2 separate regions of the Zea mays genome follow, and region 2 is linked to region 1. Evidence: chromatin contacts called from public Hi-C data. All regions are on one chromosome and are shown on one strand. The core of a region is the stretch at or near the end of the contact, and the rest is flanking DNA. Distances in the headings are between cores, read along the strand shown. Region 1 holds the start of LOC100217307. Region 2 holds the start of LOC100217156.

Region 1 (7,079 bases), core at 2,888-5,387:
CCACAGCAATACACACACACACGGCCAAGACTTGAGTTCAAATGAGTATCTCAAAGTTCTCACTAGAACATAGCTCAAATCACTAAGAATGTCAAACGAGTGCGCAAGAACGAAGTGTGAATGATCAAGAATGCTCAAAGTGTGCTTAGTGTTCTCCTCCATGCGCCTAGGGGTCCCTTTTATAGCCCCAAGGTAGCTAGGAGTCGTTGAGAGCATTCTAGGAAGGCAATTCTTGCCTTCTGTCGACTGGCGCACCGGACAGTCCGGTGCACCACCGGACACTGTCTGGTGCAGATTTCTTTCCTATTTTGGCGCAGCCGACCATTGGCGATTTGGAGCCGTTGGCGCACCGGACACTGTCCGGTGCACACCGGACAGTCCGGTGCCCCCTTCAGACCGTTGGCCCGGCCACGCGTCACGCGCGGATTGCGCGGCTGACCGTTGGCTCGGTCGACCGTTGGCTCACCGGACAGTCCGGTGAATTTTAGCCGTACGCCGCCGACGAATTCCCGAGAGCGGCCTTTTCACCAGAGCCAGCCTGGCGCACCGGACACTGTCCGGTGCACCTCCGGACACTGTCCGGTGCACTACCAGACAGTCCGGTGTACCCAGACTGAGCAGAGTCTTGGCTGCTCGAGCCAAGTCTTTTCCAATTGTCTTTTCTCTGATTCTAGCACTTAGACAAATATGTTAGTACACAAAAACTAATGTACTAAGTATAGAATCATACCTTTGTATTGATTTGCACTTTGTCCACCCTTTGGCATATACTCATTCCCTTAATGTGTGTTGGGCACTTAATCACCAAAAACTTATAGAAATGGCCCAAGGGCACATTTCCCTTTCAGTCCTGTGTTTGGAGAATTTCTCTTCCTCCGTTTATTTTGCCCTTTTGGCCTCCACAGCCTTTTCACCCTCATTGTTTTTTGGGAATAATATCTTGCTTTGGAGAGTTGTCCTTGGCTTCGACCTTTTCTGGTACCACTAATGGTGCGGCCATGGGCATCTCTTTAGCTTCCGTTGTTGGCGTGATCGCCATGCAAACATCAATTTCTTTGGCCACCACCATTGTTGTGGTGGCTGTCTTATCTCCCAAAGCCTTAGAAGTAGCTTCTGCTTCAGTAGTCTCCTCATGTGTATCCTCGTAAAGAAAGGCATTCATCATAGGATTTATATGTCTATCTTTCCTTAGGGTTTTTGCTCCAGGTGTCGGAGTCAAGGCTTTTCTTTGGCTTTGCTTCAATTTTGGCCAAAGAAGTTTCATCAAAGTATAGACAATTCAATAACTTCTTTAGTCTCAAAATTTTCCTATAAAAATGTGAACAAGCCATCAAAGAAAGGTATCGTATGACAAATTCTAAGCATTAGTAAAAGTCGAGCAAAATGTCATTATGTGCCCTCGATATTTCTCAAGTCCTAATAGTTAGCCTCAGCTCGACATCTGCTGCTCTTTCTTCAAAATTAACTTTCTTCCTAGCATGTTCACCTTCCTCTGTAGCAAAGATTTTGCGATGTTTGGTCATCATCTTAATTTTTTCTGCTTCCTTTTATTTCCCCCACCTAGTGTTAGCTCGGGTAGTCAAGGTAAACAAACCGATGGTGTCGAACACGCGGTTCAACCATCATTTCTCCGAGGGCAGCGGGAAAAACATCGTCTCCTTTCTTATTGAAATCCAAGGATTTCATTGCATTTATCCTCGATAGCTTTCAACCATTTGTCGCATGGCTCCCAAACTATTTTTTGAACTTATACGTATATTTCAACCTAACAAGACTTGCCTCTTGCTTCATCGTGCTACCTTCCTTCGGCTCTAACGTCGCCCACTGAAAGGGAAATAGGCCTAAAAACCATTTCCACTATTTTTTGGTAATTGACGACCATCACAACCAATTTAGCTAACTAGTTTAGCAAGTTATGATCTCAGGAACTCAGAAAATACTTCAAGAAAGATTAACCATCAAAACAGCGCTTCGTGGGTTGTCTGAGGTTCTAAAGCGGACTGTCCGGAATTACATAGATTATTCTGGACATGAGCTATTTTTAGAAAATTCACATGTGCTCGGACCGTCTGAGCCCTTTCGGCGGACTGTCTGTGACACCTCGATGGACTTCGGAGAGATACTATGCCAAATGCACTTTTCTACTACGGACTATCCGAAGGAAAGAATAGTACCGTCTGAAGTCATGTGAAAACTGTCCGGCCTCAGGAGGGAACCATCCGATCGTTGAAAGACAGAACAACCCGAAGGTGTCTGGTTCGGTAAAATGAATTATAACGCACACGCGGACCATTTGGAGGCACGACCGGGTCGTCCACGTCAGACTTTATCTGACATTCGACGAGACATTTAATGTGATTTTAGCCATTATAACTGACCGTTGCAAAATCCAATCGTTGATGTGCAGGGGCGAACCGTCCGAACCAGGAGCGCGGACCAACCACACGTGGCAGAACAAGGGCAACAACTAGGAAAAGGTTGGTGGCTATAAATACAACCCCAACCACCTCCATTCAACTCATCCAAACTTCCATAACTCTCATTCATTGCAAGAGCAACTCTTCACTTCAAGCACACTCAAAAGTCTCAAAACTCCTCCAAGTGCCATAATTGTGATTTGTAATCTTTAGTGATTAGCGCTTTATAGAGACACTATAAAGAGTGTGACCTTGTGTTTTATTGTTGCTCTTGTTGCTTGGTTTCTTGATCGTGCTTTCTTCCTCTTCTTCTAAATTCTCATTGACTTGTAAAGGTATCAAGAGACACCTAATTATGTGGTGGTCCTTGCGGGGTCTAAGTGACCCTCGAGATTAAGAAGAAGCACTAAACCGGTCTAAGTGACCGTTTGAGAGAGGAAAAAGGTTGAAAAAGACCCGACCTACGTGGCCTCCTCAATGGAGAGTAGGTTCTTCGGAACTGAAGCTCGGGAAACAAATCACCTGTGTCTTTATGTTAATCTTGCATTGTGATTTGATTCTTCCTCTCCCATCTCTCTGAGTTCTCTTGCTTGTGATCATTTTGAGTTAACTCCCAAAGTTATGCGAATTGATTGATCAATCCATGGCAGTAGAACTATCTTCTGCACTCTAATTTCGTCATTACTCGTTCTAACGCTAACCTTGGGTGAAGTTTATGTTCAAAGTTTGTAATTTTCAAGTTTCGTCTATTCACCCCCTCTCTAGACAACTTTCACCCACTCAGTCCTCAGCGTCCAGATATTCAAAGCTAAATGCTCTTGAACCCGATCTCGTGTTCCGATGTATAGGTGCAAACAATATTAAAGACAGTCATACTCATATAACAAGTCGACCTCTTAAATCCAAAATTGGGCTTGATAAGCATTTGAATTATGCCCTTGATATGTTCACCGCTTTTAAAATTATTTTTCATGTAAAACCACTTCTTTACCCACAAATTAGTCCATTTGCTACGGTATGACAGGGTTAGGAACTTGCCTTCCTTTCAATAATCAAAGATGTTGTGTAGACGCTCTTTCTCACGTTTTTGTTTGGTAATGAAGCTAATAGATTTAGCAAAAGCATTATGTACTCTTTCCGTTTCGTTTTAGTTGTCGCTGGATAGTACAAAATGGAACTATCCAGCGATAACTAAAAAGAAAGGAGGGAGTATCTGGTTTTATGACTTGGTTTGTACACGCCTGATAAAAACGCTAAATCTCGTTATTATATTGGGAACATGTCCTAATAGATAAATTCCCGCGGAGTTCAGGTCTCGTTGCCATGACCGGCACACAGCGCATGCCGCACGCTGCCCCCGCTCCGCTGTGGCTTTCATGGCCGTGGCCTTGGTTGACTAATCCAAGATCCCGAAAACAGCAGCAGGGAAAACACAGCGGCGCCCCGGCCCCGCAATCAAACAAGCAGCCCGCCACATCTTTGTCCGGGGTCCGGACTCCGGGTCCGGGAGCTGATCAGCGGCAGGGAACCGACGCGGACGATGAGACAGCAAAGCGTGGGCCCCGCTCGGATCTCGACGGATGACGTCACCCGCACCCGTGGCCTCTAGGCTGGTGCCACCTGTCCACCGGATAAGGTCCGCCCGGGCTCCCATCCCCTCTCGCCTCCCGTCCCCTCCGTCGAACCAAAGCTCGCGAGCCGCAAAGCCGCGGCGACAACCACTTGTTTAAGCCGCGACCTGCGTCCCAGCATCAGTCAGTGCATCAGCATTCATCGCCCCCTGCCTCCCCTTCCATTCGCCCTCCTCCCACTCCACCAGCTCCTGCCTGCCTATAAACCCAGGGCCGCCCTTTGACTCTCCTTCCCTGTCCAGTGGCGGGGCCGCTTCCCTTGCGTTCGCGGAGAGTCTGTCTGTCTGTCTAGCTAGCTAGCTAGCTGCCGAGAGCGTGAGGAGGAAGGGGGATCCATGGCGGCGGAGAACGAGGAGAAGGAGACGGCCTGCGCGGGGTACAAGCACGGGCCGCCATGGGTGTTCAAAGGCAGGCAAGGCCCGCAGCTCTCCTTTCCTTTTTTTTCTTTTCTTCTTTCCCCCCACCTGTTCGATCGAGCCAGTGCGTGATGGATGATGGGTGATGGTCTCTCGCCGCCGCGCTCTCCTTCCTCCTCCTGCTGCACTGCAGCGCATTGTACCAGCTGCATTTGGTGAAGGCGTCGACGGCGCGGGCCTTCGTGCCGCGGGACCTCCGCCTGGTTGAGGCCTTCGGCTACACGCTCGGCGGCATGTTCCTGGCGCGCTACCACGACAGCCCTGCCGGCGAATTCGACGAGGTATACTGCCTGCGCGCACCGCGCCTGCCGCCGCCATTGGCTGCTGCTGCGGGTTCTATCTAATGTTCCTGCAAGATTCGGTTCGACGACCCGGCCGACCCACCGACCGACACCCTTTTTTTTTGGCGCCTGCAGCTCGTGGTGATCGCCGGCATTGTGTGGAACCCGCCGACCTCCTGCGCGTGAGTTCGCCTTCGCTCCGCTTCATGCCTGCATTGCATTCGCATCTTCTGTGGCCTAGTTTAATCCCTTGTAGGCTTCTTCGCCGCTTTCTCCTGCCTGATTGGCCTCGATCAGGGACCCCCCAACAGAAAAGAACAGGGGCAACTTGCAGTATGCGAAGGGGAAAGAAAAAAAACGAAAACCCTCGTGCTTGCGCCAGCCGGCCATAAACAAGCGCCTTATCCCCCATATGATTGTACTTGGCAGCACGGACTGTGCCTTGCTTCTTTCAATTATTCGTAGGCTGGGGAGGGGTGTCCGGGTGCGCTGCACTTGCTCCGCGTGGCCAACTTGCTGCCCTGCGCAGCTCAGCTACAGCCTACAGCCGCCCGTGGTTTCCTACTTTCCTCCGTCTTCGAAATGCAGCAGTTGGATGGAACTCTGAATAGTGGTGACTTGCTTGACTGAGCTTTTTTTCAGTTCTTGCTGCTTCTGATCTACTACTGTATGAGCTTGTTTTCAGGTGGGCTGCCAGGGTGCTGGTGAACAGCGTCGAAGCCTGCCGGCACGGCCGCAAGGTTACTTTGACCACCGGAACTCCTCTGTGTCACGTTTCTTGTCCTGCTGTTTCCCTTTCCCTGAACTGAACTGGAGCCGTCGTCCCGATCTCTGCAGGAGGTAGGACTGCCAAGCCATGTCGCCACATTCTCGTCAAAGGTACCGAGATACCAAAGCCGTTGCTACTTGCTACATTCCGAACGCTTGTGGCAGCTGATTAGGACTGCAAAATGTCGCTGTCGTGAGACTTGTAACCTGTCTGTGTCACATGATGAGACAGAACGAGGCTGCTTCGCTTGGGGATAGACCGTTGGCTAGACCAAACAGCTTCCTCAACATGCTGGGGATCGGGTCGACAGCCTTCGAGCAAGGGAATGGCCGCGAGATTGAGGTTTCAGAGTCCAAGGGCGGCTCGTCTACTCGGCATCTGTGCAACATCAGCCTGCCATTTACCGGTAACAGTCTTCTTATCCATTTAGGTACTGTTTGTTTACCCTCTATATCATATATAATCGAGCTTAAATAAGTTAAGCGTGCAAACAAACAACATAGATTATTGAAGTAGATTATATAATCTAGTTACCTAGATTTATAGGTGGTAATAGATCACGATCCAAATATTATTTTTTTTCCACATTATATTTGATCCCTTACTTAATTTTAGTCTAAAAATAAATAGAAATAGATCCCGATCTGATCCTTAAATTTTGTAGTATAAAATTTAAAGCTCATTACCACCTCTACCTAGATTGTGATAAATCCATAAGCAGATCAGTAGATGGTTATTTTAAATTAATTGTTTGCGTTTTACCTGCTAATAATTTGCGTAAATAAACATCTCTAATAGGATTATGAATTATATAATCTATATAAAATAAGTTGGATTATACAATCCAGCGAGGAAACAAACATGCCCTTAATCTATCGAAACCACGTTGATACGGTTATACAGTAATTGCTAGGCTCAAATGTTGTGCTTGTTTCCTTATCCTTTTGAGCTACGTTTCCCTGAACTTTTTTTTCGGCTATATTACTGAACGTGGACTCTTCAAAATAACATTTTTGAACATGCAAAATGCACTGTTCTTTTTTTAACCAGAACTAGTGCCCAGTAAGATGACTTATCATCAGAAAACGTGAACCAAAACAGTATAAATGGGTATACATTTTAGTGTAAATCATCGATCTATTTCATAACGAAAACACGTATGGAAATAAAAAAAATCTGATTTCAATGCTTTATTTCCTCTATAAATATAAGATCTCTCCAACATCCATGCATTAAGGCTCATTATAACCAGTTTATGATATATACTGATACTAGTTATACAACACGGTGAAGTTATTTATGTCCTACGGTGGACTGCGTAAAAAATCGGTTTTGTACTGCATGTGCTCAAATTTAGGATGGCAATAATGTGAGCTGAAAAGAAAATGGATCAGCATATGCGAGATTTATGGAATTGTGGCAAATGACCTCATTTCTTATAGCGGTTATTTTTTCTTTCTAAATTTCTATTTTATTGCGTTAATGTGTGGGTCGTAAATATATCTTATACATATGGCATAAATGGTAGGAATCCAATACACACTAGATTAATGAACGAGTTAATG
Region 2 (7,079 bases), core at 3,361-5,860, 140 kb before region 1:
AGTTTGATCAATTTTTTTGCTCGCCGGCGACAACCCTCCCTTCATCGAACGTCTGGTCCGAATATTCTTCTTCGTTCTCGCGTTTATCTGTGCAGCCCTGCCTTTCTTCTCCCGTTCCCCGCGGCCTGCGCGCGCGTTCTCTCCCTCACCTCCGCCCCTTTCTCTCTCTCTCTCGCTCTCGCTCCGGGCGACGGCTGGGCGACCGCCGCTTTATCCGTGCGGCCCTTCCTTTTGTTCTCCCGTCCCCCCAACCCCCCTTCGAGCTCTATCTGTCTCTTCCTCTCGAGGCGACGCCTGGGCTACCGCGCCGCTACTGCGGCCTCCCGCGACAGGTGCCTAGTCTCCATCAGGTGCCATGTCTTCTTCGGGCTCTTCACCGGCGACGTGCACTGCCAGGTACGCTCCTCCCCCTTCCCCCTCCACCCCTCCTCTTCAATTTTCTGTGCGAAACCGAGCAGCCAAACCCTAAACTACGCTATTTGTATTCGGATCTGGTCTAATTACGCGTGCTTACATGTATTATGTCTACTAACCTCGATTGTTTTTGAATTATCAGCTCTGCATGTATACACCCAAGTCCTTTACTGGGTCCGCCGCCGCCCCTATGTACTTCGTTAGGTTTAGTATGTTGTTAAGTTTGTAATTCTAGGGTCTGGAGGGAAGCATAGATCTCAAGAGGGGTGAAATTTGGTGGTAATTTCCTGAGAATTTCAAGGAGACAAGGGCGTGGAGGTTGTTTCTGGAGGGATCTGTGAGCACAGCAGCAGAAATTTGAGGTTGGTGGTAGCCTGTTGATCCACGATGGTGGGTAAGGAGCTGGTGGTGCAAAGGAATGGCCCTGTTGACATACGTGAGATTGCTGCAAAGGCCACGCTTCGGGAGGTGCGGCAGAGCGGGCACACCTACGTCGAACTACGGCGTGTCGGGAAGCGTGTCATCTTCTTCTGCACCATCTGCCTCACCGAGTGCTTCAGCGACAATGTGCTGTTTGACCACCTCAAGGGAAACCTGCATTCACGGCGGTATTCTGAGGCCAAGGTTACGCTGTTTGGGCCCATGCCATGGCCGTTTAATGATGGTGTGCTCTTCTTCAACAACTCACGCGAGAAGGATCCGCTCCTGCTGGACTCAAGCTCACAGAGCACCAGAGAGCTTGCCCTGGTTCCAGAGCCTGAGGTTTCAGGGAATGATACTGAGGTGACATCAAGGCTGAGAGATGGTTCAACCTCCTCTAATGGTGTGAAAGGTGCACGCTATGGTGCAAAAGGCCGTGCTAATGGTAGAACTGCTGCTGTATCTGAAGATCACATGCTTTCAAACCATGGAACTGATGGTCCTGTTGTTATTCCTGGTGTATTGCTAAAGGATGTTGTTTCAGATTTGCCTGTGCATCTTTTGGGCTATGGGAATATTTCATACAGGATCTGTGAAGCTAGCAAGAACTGCAGGAAGATAAGCAAGATCTGGTGTGCTTGGGTAGGACAAGGCTCCCATGGTTTTGAGAGTTGTAACACTTATGAGCAATCTGGATTTGCCATAGTCAACTTCTCTTATACCTATGATTTAGGCAGGAAGTGGTCTTCTGAGGAACAAGACCTGTCTGTCTCTGCTGGATCTTTCTTTGTAATTGATGATGCTGGACACCGTGGAAAGCGAATGAGAAAATCATTCTCTGATCAAGAAGCATCTTCAGAAGAGTCAAACGGTCAGAACAGCTCTTTACAGGGCAGTAGGCAAGCTATTGTGACTTGTTCACCGGTAGGTACCTCAAATGATCTTCAAGTTGGTCTCTTATCAAGCAAGGCAGCAAGGAGAGAGTTGAGGAAGCAGAAGCGAATAGCAGCTGAGAAAGTGTGTGATCTTTGCGGCAGACCAATGCTCTCTGGAAAGGATGTTGCCACCTTGCTGAACTGCAATACAGGAAAACTAGCTTGCAGCAGTAGAAATTCAAGTGGGGTGAGCATCTTTGAGCATTCTTTGCTACTGTATTCCTGTTTCATAATAATTGCTCTTATAGATTAGAGAGCATGGACCTGTTTACCTTTTTGTACATTTTTTACCTGAAAACATAGCAGTTATGTTTCCACCAAATTCCAAATGTTCTGTAATGACTTCTCTACACTTGATTTATGCAGGCTTACCATCTATTTCACACTTCCTGCCTTTTACACTGGACTATTCTGTGCCAATACGAGATGCTGAACGATGAAATAGCTAGGAAGGGGAAGAGCAACCGAGGAAGGAAGGCAAAGAATGCACCTAAGAGAAGCAAAATAACGTCCATAGTTTGCCCAGAATGTCAGGGTACTGGAATTCACGTCAACGGAGATGAACTTGAGAAGCCAAGCATTTCTTTATCAGAGGTCTGGAGCACATATTCACTCTTCTGCTGTCAGTCCCTGATTTTTCATTCAGGCAACTTCTTGCAAATTACTTCTATAGCAGCCTTGCACCTGAATTGGTTGGATATGGCACTTGCAGATGTTTCGCTTCAAGATGAAAGCAATCGAAGCTCACAAAGCATGGCTGAAGAGACCTGAAGTGCTTGAAAACTGTTCCACTGGGCTTCATTTCCCCTCAGAACATGTGGAGAACCCTGAGGTGGAATCAGAGGCACACTGTTCGCAATGTTCTGTTAACACAGGTATAAATCCACTCACACCAGTCTCCATTTCCCTTTGCAGGAGAAGGTGATGCCACTCAAGTCACTTCCCTTCTATGCCGCTGATGGGTAGAAAGATAGTTGATGGCAGCTACTGGAGGATGCTGCAGTTGTTGATGTAAATAAGCTCGCTTGACAGTTGTGGAACAGTGTTGTTAGATGCTCACCTACGTGCATTATCTCAGTTAACCTGTGTCCGCCAGATGATAACTAAGACATTTAAACTGGCAACTGGCTGAACTATTGTTTTTCGCTGGATTCACTAAACATGTACGCAGTCCATTTCGTTGGGTTGGGTTTGCTGCTTACAACTTCCAGTTTCATTGTTTCTGATTACTAATGCCACGCTTCTGGATGTGCCCGCCGTCCAGACGTCTTGCGCTACGTGGTTTGCTATTATTTTGAAACCGTAGTTGCGCCAACCGTAGTATGTTAAACACATTCATGTCCTTTCCGTGTGTGGTTTGTTATACCGTAAATGTAAAATGTTTGAGCATTTTCAACAATGTCTTATTTTCAAATTGAACTCAAATTGAAATATAGAGCTGGAGATAGAAAAACTACTTTAATAATATCTTATTTTCTAAAATTTGTTAAAATTATAGAACATCCTATCAAGTGCATTAGATATACTGCTATTCTATAACCTAGATTTGAAGAATATTTTATTAGTGTCTTAAACTATACAAAATTTACTATTTTCAAATTTTAAAATTACAGGGTATTTTTATAGGTCACACTGGAGATGATTATGTAACTTAAAGCAAAACTTACCGTATCGAAAGCAGACATTATTTCGTACACATACAACACCGTGATAGATGCCCGGCCATATTCACTAGCAGTACCCCCAACAGCATTGGAATGGAATCTCATTTTTGTACTAACACCTAACCAAATCAAATCTTGTTACCACTAATGCCTTTCATATTCTAAAGCTCTTAGCGGAACCTTACGGTTGACGGAATAATCTCCTCCTTTACTTCGTTGCTGAAACATCCTGCCCGTAAGTTACGATTGCATTTGGTGAAAACTAAACTGTACGCAAAATTCAATCCAGAGGAGAAAAAGCACACGGCGAGAAATACGGAAAAGAAAGAGAAAAAAGAGAGAAGTTGCGCACTTGGATCTCAGCAAGATATTTGTGTCGTCAGGAAGCCTTCGTAACGAGGGCCTAACACTTGCATCAGGAAGATAACGCAGTACTTCTTGAACAGCATCATCGATCCGTGTTATCCAGCAACGACCCACGAAGAGCAAGAAAGAACCGAACCAAAATCGCAACGAAATATACGGCACCGAAGAAACAGATCGGAATACCTTCCGAGCCAGTATCAGGCACGACAAACACACACATAGACGGATCTGAAGGAGCAGGAAGACCTCAAACGGGGGAGGATGACATGGGAACCACAGGCAGATGGTGTGAGGAGGCAGTGATGTGGCGACTAGGGTTTGCGCCGGCCCAACGATGGCACTCACTAGCTTCCTCGACCCCTCCGTTTTATAGGTCCTTCGACCCGGCAGCGGAGCGCCCAGACGGCGGCTAGACCCCACCGCCGCCCAGCGCACGACGCCACTTTTTGGCCAGGCCGGCGCCGTCACCAGACCACACGTCTACCCAAAAATGCGCCCGACAGAGCGGGCCACAACCATACAGAATCACAGTCACAGGGCGGTTCGACCCGCACAAAGCCCAGCAAGAAATAGGCCAAGTTTGTTGAGTTGTTGTGCCGATCCCGCCGCCCACCCGGCCTCCGTCCGCCGGCCCGTCGCTTTCCCACGCGCCCCCTTCTGGAATGTTCAGTCGCCGTCGCCCGTCGCGCCGCACGGGTCCGAACTCCCAGAAAAGCCGAGGAGGCAGCCTCGTTGTGCTCCTGCTGCTGCTCCGCCCTTCCGACCGATTGAGGCGGCGCAAAGCAAAGGAAAACCCCAGGCCGCAACCCTCGCAAACACTCGAGTCCTCGTCTCTTCCGCACCCTCCTCTTCAACTCCAGCCGCCTTCACCGCCAATCAGGATCAGGACCACCAATGGGCCATGACACTTGGAAATCCTATGCTTGGGCCATGACCACCAATGGGCCTTCGCCGAGCATCGAGAAGCCTCCGCGCCCGCCGCACGCCGGAGGAAAGGAAGTCCCCCCATCCCCAAATTCCCAAAGCCAACACCGCCGAGAAGGACAGAGACTGGAAGCGCAAGAGCAGGCGCCGCGCGTGCCGGCGATGGAGAGGGACGTCGTGCTCTCCGCACCCGAGGCCGCTGGGTCCTCGTCCTCCCCCGCCTCCTCGTCGTACTCCTCCTTCGCCGAGACCAGGGTCATCTGCCGCGTGTAAGGCTTGGCTCTGACATACGGCTTCTCCTCTCCTGCTGGCGCAAAGCATCGGGCCCTAGCGGATCTTGGTTCCTACCTGCTCGTGCTAATGCGTTATTCTATGCGCCGCTTGCTTGCAGGTGTCAGAAGCAGTTCGCGCAGTACACTTGCCCCCGCTGCAACGCCCGGTACTGCTCACTCTCGTGCTACAAGGTGCGGCCTCCTCTCGCTTCGTGTGTGTGTGATCTCGTTGCGCGCTCGTCCTGTCTTAGGGCTTGTAGAATACCGTTCGGGTATTTCATTCACTTTGTTACTCTCATGCCCGGGCTGCCCTCTGCTGACGCCCACAAGGTGTTTGCCGAATCGCTCACTGACTTTTGAAGCTTTTGGACAAGAAATCCTCTGATTCCTGCTCAAAATGTGTAATTATCCATGATATAAACTACGACTTACCTCTGAATCATACAAACCACATGCCAATTGTTCACTTTGGCCTCTATATTTGGTGATCTGCGTGGAATAATGCATTTTGTTTTGCTGTGCTGGGTTTAACAAATATACATTTAGATTAAAGGAGCAATCCAAAAAAGTTCAAAGAAATTTATATGTCATAGTTTCCATGTTCTCCCCTTTAGTGAATCTCTCCTAATAGTTTAATAGTTGGGTTCTTTGCTGACCTAACCCAGCATAATTTGAATCAGCTGACATCTGAAGTGACAGTAAGTTGTAAAAATTCGTCAAAGCTAGACTCTAGGTAACATGATTTTTTTTACTTATATGCTGTAATTCACCTCTAGTTGCTGGTCTGAGAGGATCAGTATGTCTGTATGACACTTTCAATCAGTTCTTGAAAGAAACTGCTTGTTTATTCATGCACGAAACAAGCTTCTGGAAGTAAACTGCTTTGTGTTGGAAACCCTAACCCTAACCAGGGTTGGGAGATGTATTTATAATAGGAGTACTTGGGCCTAAGCCCATTACACAATCAGAACCCATCACATTAGGCATTACAACTCTAACACCCCGTAGTCGAAACTCTAGCCACAACAGATGTTGAGATTGGACCAAAACTCCTAAAACACTGACGTAGGGAGGCCCTTGGTGAAGATGTCGGTGATCTGAGAAGTCGTGGAGACATGACATGAAGAACACGCACATCCCCAACGACGACACACTTGCGGACAAACTGGAGGTCAAGCTCGACATGCTTCGTGCGTTGGTGCTGTACGAGCTTGGTGGAGAGGTACGTGGCGCTGGCGTTGTCGCAGTAGACAAGAGTACTGCACATTAGCGGACTTTGCAGCTCCTGAAGTAGCTGACAAAGCCATGTTGCCTTGGCTATGCCGTTAGCCACAACACGGTACTCGGCCTCGGCGTTGGAGCGGGAGACGACTGGCTGCCTCTTCAACGACCACGAGACAAGACTGTCGCCGAGGAACATGGTGAAACTGGAGGTGGATCGACGTGTGTCAGGATAGCCGGCCCGGTCGGCGTCGATGTAGATGGCGAGGTCGTTGGTCGCAGATCATCGAAGGAGCCCGAAGTCGGAAGTGCCTTGGAGGTACCGCAGGATCCGCTTCATAGCAGTGAGATGTGGCTCCTGCGGGGCGTGCATATGGTGGCACACATGTTGGACGACGTATGCGATGTCGGGCCGGATGAAGATGAGGTACTGCAGTGCCCCAACAAGACTCTGGTAGCTGGTGGGATCAGCCACCGGGGGCCGTCGTTGGAGGAGGCCTTGCCCTGAGTGTCCACCGGAGTCGTGCAAGGCTTACAGTCAGCCATGCTAGCGCGATCGAGGATGTCGACGATGTACTGGTGCTGGTGGAGAAACAAGCCCTGGGACCGGCTCTCCATGGTGATCCCCAGGAAGTGGTGCAACTCACTCAGGTCCTTCATCGCGAACTCCTGCTAGAGGGAGGAGATGATACGCCACAGGAGTTCGTGCGAGGAGGCCGTGGGGACGATGTTATCGACATAGAGGAGGCTGTACGTCGTGTCCAGGCCACGATAGAAGACAAATAGGGAGGTGTCTGCCTTGGTCTCGAAGAAGCCTCGTGAGAGCAATAAGGCGACAAAGCGACTACACCAAGCTCGGGGCA

What was found. Hi-C and Micro-C count contacts between places; a contact is called where the count stands out from the background.
Region 2: a contact with region 1 is called in a Hi-C map of leaf, with 9 times the contacts expected there. The contact joins the promoter of LOC100217156 here to the promoter of LOC100217307 in region 1. A contact is called at or near these places in 12 of 25 Hi-C or Micro-C datasets (bundle sheath, ear, endosperm and 4 more) and 2 of 3 datasets of contacts at active chromatin or transcription factors (leaf and seedling).

What each region holds. Positions count from the first base shown.
Region 1 is chr1:232,150,189-232,157,267 of Zm-B73-REFERENCE-NAM-5.0, reverse strand. It overlaps LOC100217307, which reads left to right and starts at 4,137. Exons shown (of 9, transcript NM_001143654.1): 1 at 4,137-4,460; 2 at 4,598-4,745; 3 at 4,881-4,927; 4 at 5,431-5,485; 5 at 5,583-5,624; 6 at 5,746-5,920. The coding sequence starts at 4,384.
Region 2 is chr1:232,287,598-232,294,676 of Zm-B73-REFERENCE-NAM-5.0, reverse strand. It overlaps LOC100217156, which reads left to right and starts at 4,610. Exons shown (of 6, transcript NM_001143521.1): 1 at 4,610-4,992; 2 at 5,115-5,187. LOC111590561 (a long non-coding RNA gene) reads right to left here and starts at 4,986. Exons shown (of 2, transcript XR_002749683.2): 1 at 3,786-4,986; 2 at 3,417-3,662. LOC100275630 reads left to right here and starts at 123. Exons shown (of 5, transcript NM_001149677.2): 1 at 123-396; 2 at 557-1,956; 3 at 2,136-2,363; 4 at 2,482-2,601; 5 at 2,685-2,913. The coding sequence starts at 802. The coding sequence ends at 2,735.